Linked DNA regions of Mus musculus: region 1 is linked to region 2. Evidence: chromatin contacts called from public Hi-C data. All regions are on one chromosome and are shown on one strand. The core of a region is the stretch at or near the end of the contact, and the rest is flanking DNA. Distances in the headings are between cores, read along the strand shown. Region 1 overlaps Mtx2 (metaxin 2). Region 2 holds the start of Mtx2 (metaxin 2).

The links. Hi-C and Micro-C count contacts between places; a contact is called where the count stands out from the background.
Region 1: a Hi-C map of the G1E-ER4 cell line shows a contact between it and region 2, with 2.3 times the contacts expected there. The contact joins the enhancer-like site here to the promoter of Mtx2 in region 2. A contact is called at or near these places in 5 of 39 promoter capture datasets (the 3T3-L1 cell line, 3T3-L1-derived adipocytes, the HPC-7 cell line and 2 more), 7 of 484 Hi-C or Micro-C datasets (the 3T3-L1 cell line, 3T3-L1-derived adipocytes, the G1E-ER4 cell line and 3 more), 6 of 115 datasets of contacts at active chromatin or transcription factors (the HPC-7 cell line, the SCID.adh cell line, bone marrow-derived macrophages and 1 more) and 1 of 9 other capture datasets (adipose tissue).

The regions. Positions count from the first base shown.
Region 1 is chr2:74,872,546-74,875,567 of GRCm38.p6, forward strand. The region is part of intron 9 of Mtx2 (metaxin 2); the gene reads left to right. Among named protein-coding and RNA genes, the nearest start is that of Mtx2, 48 kb to the left of the region's middle. Within about 2 kb of position 1,701, at least 2 of the 459 cell types and tissues checked have an H3K27ac peak or open chromatin away from gene starts, as enhancers often do. A contact at or near this core is called in the G1E-ER4 cell line, where this site is marked.
Region 2 is chr2:74,824,135-74,827,313 of GRCm38.p6, forward strand. Mtx2 (metaxin 2) reads left to right here and starts at 1,678. Exons shown (of 10, transcript NM_016804.4): 1 at 1,678-1,909. The coding sequence starts at 1,870.

The sequences.
Region 1 (3,022 bases), core at 451-2,950, 48 kb after region 2:
TATTTTATTGTTTGAAGTGTATTATTCTTGTTCATCAATGAGTTTTCTTGCACTTGCTATTTTTTGGAGAGAGTAGGAGAATAATTATTAGTTAAAGTCATTGTCAAAGTGTTGGCAACTTGGGTTTTTTGGCATGTGATTTAGAGGAAAGTAAAAGATATTTTGTTAATAGGTTATATTTAGACCTACAAAAGATTGAAATTTAAACAGTTGCAAAAGCAAGACATGTGTTTGATAATTGGTATATAAAAAGTAGGTATTTAAAAATTCTACATTATGTGATACTTAGCCAGATGTTTTTTATTAACCAATAATTAGGACTAGCCAGATGTTTTTTATTAACCAATAATTAGGAGTGAGGACTATATTTAATTTTTATTTGTACCTAATCCTTTTATTTAGGTTTTGGAGATAAGGCTACTACTGTGCAGCTCTAGAACCTGCTTTGTAGCCCAGGCTGACCTCAGACTCATGCTTGTTCTCGCTTAGCCCACCATGCGCATCCCATGCCTGACTGCCCATCATTTGATCAATATTAGATGAAAGGAAACTACATTTAGGAAAAGGGAACTTGTAATTTTATTTTGTTATGGTAAAACTTTTTCTCATTTCTTTATCTGTGGTGGGAGTCATTTCTTTGTGAGACACAGTATCGTAAGTAGGAAGACATTCACTTGAGAAAAATAAATTAGATTCTAAATTGGAGGCCTTGAAATCTATCTACCCTTGGCTCTCACATATACTGAATGGTGACAGATTCTTTTTCTTTGTACCCTACTTTTACTTTCTAATTTTGACTTACCTACTGAAGATGTTGAGAAAAGTCTTGTAAACGAAACCAAATTATTTTTGCTTGTTTTTAAGAGAAGAAAAAGAAGTTGAGATCTTGCAGCAAGAACAGAAATTGAGAAAGAAGACAGCAAGTACTTTGATTTTACAAGCCTTAGTGACAAGTTTGAAGCTCACTGTTTTTGCATGTGTGGTATTATTTCTAGGAATATGAAGAGATGGCAAAATAAATAACATTTGAAAAAACATTAGGAGACACCTAGACAAAATTAATAGTGTTGGAATAGTTTTAGATGATACTATAAAGGATATCAGAGAAAAAAACAAAATAATAATAAATAAAGAAAAAAAGAATGGGCAGGAGAAATATTTTAAATGGAAAGGGTTAGGAAAATGTTCACGTTTTATAGCACTGTTTTCATTTTGATATTCAAATGAAAGACTAAATATCTAACTGAAATGATAATGATGATTCAAGATAAGGTAGCAGTAAGACTTTAAGAATATATCATCCTAGAATATTTTTCTAATAAAAAGTCTGCAAAGATAAAAGCAATAATACATTTGAAATATCTTAAAGATCATAGGAAGAGAATTTGCGCATGGGTGCACACACACTCATCCAAACCCACGCATACCCTTATCACAGTCCACAAAGACCCCTTCAGGCACAAGAATGGAAAGTGGCTTTTCTCCTTCATTTTATAACAAAGAAATTTAAGAGCAGGTACATGATGGTCGTGGCATGATCCAACAATATTATAGATGTGATAAGTAAAGTCAATTTGTGAAAATTTTTTACATTTATGTGTGTGTGTGCAGGGATCATGCGTTGTGCTATGACGTGTGACATTCAGAGTATAGCTTTTGGGAGTTGGTTCTCTCGTTTTACAGTGTGAGGCCCAGGGCTTGGGTTTGGATTATCAGGCGCGGCAGCCGTTGCCTTTGCTTGCTGAGCCATCTCTCTCGCATAAGTGTGGTGCTGTTGCTTTGCACTTGTATTTCATAAGAGCTGCAGGTTTTTCTGAATTTTTGCCTCTTTTGGGGGTGGTTGCATAATTCGCTTTTAATAAAATTGGCATTTTTATGGCTATGAGTTTTATGAGTTTTAGGAAATACATATAGTTACATAGTCACTAAAATAAAGTATACTTTATTTCAGAAAAATTAAATTGTATTTATTTGTGTGTCACAGGGGTGGGTAGGGGGCATGACCGTGTGCCAGGGGGCAGGTGTGGAGGTCAGGGGACAACCTGGAGAAGTTGATTTTTTTACGTGGGTTCCTGGGATAGAACTCAAGTCATCAGGCTGGGCAGACAGCAAGTATCTTAACCCTGTGAACCATCTTGCCAGTCTCACAAGGGTACTTCTTTTTTTAAAAAAGGAATTGTAGGAATTGGTAATTTATAAAAATCAGAATCATTTTATATGAGTCACTGAAATTTGTAGGGCTTGTTGGGCATGAGAGTGAATGCCTTTAATCTCAACACTTGGAAGGCAGAGGCAGGTGAATTTGTGCGTTTGGGGTTAGGCTGGTTTACATAGAAAGTTCCAGGCCAGCCAGGAGACATTTTCTTAAATTTTAAGGATTATAAAAAGTGTGCTTTGATAACGTGTTTGCTTCAGTTTGTATAACCTATTTACTCATAGATTTTAAAAGCAACTGTAAAGTAGCTATCTATCTAACACCATCAGTTCTGTATGTTCATGTCCATTTGGCACCTGTGGAGTTTACAAGTAGGTACTTACAGCATGTGGCATGTTGATCACTTAAGGGTCCTTCTGACCACAGTTGACCTCATGCAAGAAGTGCAGGGCGAGTGACACTGAACTGAGATTGAGAAAAGTAGCTCCCACTTGCAAGAGCTCTGTTTATGAAATGTGTCAGCGATGTAGGAAAGTTAGTGTTTGTATAACTTCTAGTGAAGTGCCTTAACCATACATTTATCCGCTTGTGTCCTTGGTTCATTATAAGGATCTACTTGTTATTGATTCTCTGGTTATGATGAAAAAATTATGGTGCTATTAAGTCCAAGGACATTTGTGATTTTTAAAGAATATGTTACCCTTTTGACTGCCTTCTTAAACATGCCCATGGATTGCACATTTTCACTTTATTTTGTTTTTAGATATGAATTTGTTGTATAGCCCAAGATCACCTTGAATTTACAGTATTACTGAGTTGGGCCTGAGTCTGGCAGTTTCAGGCATGTGCCAGGTTGAACGTCTCACT
Region 2 (3,179 bases), core at 428-2,927:
AGATGGCATCCTACCATCTTCCTTGTGTTTCTATAAGCCTCTCATGAACTCTGAACTTCAGGCAGAGAAAAAGATGCTTTCAGAAGTACTTTGTGTCTATTTAAATGAGGAAGCTTAAGTTTGGTTGAATAGACTTCTCATTTGCTGTGGGGGCTACTGATACCTGCTCTGGTTTACTCTTCAAAACTTCTTACCATTTTATGTCCTCTGAGAAGACTTCTATATACTAGCCTCTGGTATTTATGGATGTGACCATATTTGCAAATTGGCTCTGCAGATAAAACCAAGAAGAGGTCATAAAAAAAATGAGTAGGCCTTAATCCATTGGCTGGTGCCTTCAGTGGAAGACAGAAGTTTGGACAAACAGATGCAAGGGAGAATGTTGCCTAATGGTGGGAGCAAAGGTGGAAATGACTTGTCTAAAGCCATGGAATGCCCAGGAACCCTGGAAATCCTAGAAGCTGGGCAGATGGAGGAAGGACATTTATTTCTATGTCCTTGAGAGCAAGCATCGTCTTGCCAACACTTTAACCTCAGACTTCTAGCTTCCAGAACCAGAGAGTAAATGCATCCGTTGTTTTAAACACCCAGTGTGTGATAATCTGTCCCGCACCTCTAAGAAAGCAATATACTACTTAAGTATATGAACAGAAATTTAGACAATAAACTGTAATGGAGGGTCAGAGATCTGTGGACAAGAAACAAAATCGCCAGGCGTGGTGGTGCACACCTTTAATCCCAGCACTCGGGAGGCAGAGGCAGGCCAGGTACAGTAGTTTACTCTAGGGTTGGGTGGGAGGTGGGCAGGGACAGACCAAGTTCCGAGTGTTGTTGGCCAGCCTAATCCTTGTGCTCCAGATTCTCAGTGAGAGACCCTATCTCAAAATAGAGGATGGAGAGCAACTGAAGAGGTACTGAGACACTGACCACTGTACAAGCTGATGCATGTGTGTGTATGGGCTATGCTACCGAGCCTGAAGACTTGAGTTGGATCCCTGGAACCCACATGGTTGGAGAGAACTAAGTACCAAAAGTTGTCTTGGGTCTATACACTGACACACACACACAACAACATCGTCTCACCTCTCCGAGCCATGTTCTCATCAGCGAAAGGGGGCTTTGGCTCACCAAATGATTTCTGAAATCAAGTGTAACTTTATGCTTCTAATTTTCTAATTCTGTAATATTTATGATTTTTGGTCAATTGTAACCTATAGTTAAAAAAAAAAAAGATTAGACTAAGAGGAAAGATTCAAGGGATCTAGCGCCCTTCCTTTTACTCTTGTTCCTTCTACACTCAGAAACAAGTAATTGAAGTGCTTTATTCTCCAAGCTTCATTTTGGGTGCTTGGAGTTGAAAGATTAAATTATGTCTCAGCTCACAAGCTGTGTAAGCCTCCTTCTGGCTAGCGCATTTGAACAAATAACCAACACTAATATCAGTCTATGGACCCCGAATCCTACAGTTAGTGGAATTGAGAGAATTCCTGAGTTTCTGGGCTCCAGTAGAACCAGACCAGGCACTTGAACCTCTTGAAGCTGTTTCTGTCTTGTTGAACTGCTGAAAGGTTGCAATCAAATCCAAAAGACTCTAGCCAGAGAGCCTGCTCTCTTAGGGCTCTCGCAGGTCCGGAGCGCGCGGGGCGGAGCAGCCGGAAGTGCCGGCGCGCGTTGTCAGCGACGCCGGAAGTGCTTGGTCGGCCTGGCGGTAACCTTGCGGGCCGAGCCACCGCTGCCGAGGTGAGCTCTGCTCGTCTTAGCGTTGGCCCAGCGAAGCTCGTCAGCTGCCGGGGGAAGGCCGCCGAGGTCGCGCGGGAGGGCGCCGAGCGCCGCGGAGCTCAGGCGCGCGCGCAGGACCTCGCAGCCGACATGTCTCTGGTGGCGGAAGCGTTCGTCTCCCAGATCGCAGGTAGCCCGTGTGGGCGCCGACGGGGCGGCGTGGGTGGCGGCGGGGATCCGCGTGGGGAGGCGGAGGGCTGGAGTTTCCCTGTAGCCGTGGGTCGAGGGTGCTGAGTCTACAGCCCGGGTGGAGGCGGCAGCGGCCATGGAGGCTTGGCCTCACTTTCTGGATGAGGAAACTGAGGACACATGGCCAAGGTCACCCTGCAGGGACAGAGTCCTGACCTCACTCCCTCCGCGGCGCTTTGTTCCCCGACTCCGCGGTTTAGGTGGCGGAGGCCCGGGGCTGGGGATCGAGGTGGGGGCGTGGCCACGGGTTGGGTCCTCGCCTCCCCCAAGGTTTCCGTGGGAATAGGGCAGCCTCTCTGCTCTTGGGTTCTCAAGTTTAAGGTGACTGTCACTCTTGAGCTGCCCTTCTTTACCTGTTGTTGATGGGTCACCCGAGTTGTTCTCCAAGCCATTTGCAAAGTCTGTGGGATTCTTTGAATTATTCTTAATGGGCATGAAGTTTAAAGAAAGTAAACATCTTTTGACACACACACACACACACACACACACACATTCGTATTGAAGTTTTTATTTTGGCGAAAGTGGCTATGATAGAAAAAAAGAGTCAAGTTAATGGGATGAATGTTAATTCCAGCAGTGTTTTCAACGTTCGAATGAGGAGATAGTCACTAAGATAAACAGTCGTATTTGGGGTAAAGTAGTACATTGGAAATGAAAGTATAATGTGTTATCAACTTTTCGAAACGCTTTCCATTGTATTGAATTTGTGTGAACTTAGATTTCCTTTAAAATAGCATTTTATAGGAGAGAGGATAGAAGAGAGATTGTAAGCTTCATGAAAGCAGGGAATTTTGTTTCCCATTGTATCCTAGGACCTGTCTGTCAGTTCTCTTTAAATACCCATGACTTGAGTAAATAACACAGATTTCAAGTAATGTTTCTCTCTGACTTTATCAGTGAGGTTGAAAAAGTCAGGCCTCTGACTTGAGGTCAGTGGTTTATTTTAGACTGATACTATGTCATAAATCATTTCACAGTATATGTTTGTATTCTGAATGTATATATCCAATGTGTGATTTCTTTTCAACAAGAAAACAAGAAATGGTATTTGATAAACTTTTGATAAGTTCAGAATTCTACCTCAGTTAGTGAAGTTTACAAATCCCCAGGAAGTTTGTATTTGTCTTAAGGTGCTTGTAGTGGTCTGTTATGGTAGTAGGACATATTTAAAGCTAGATAGTTCAGTAAATAGAAAGTAGTATAGGAACAGC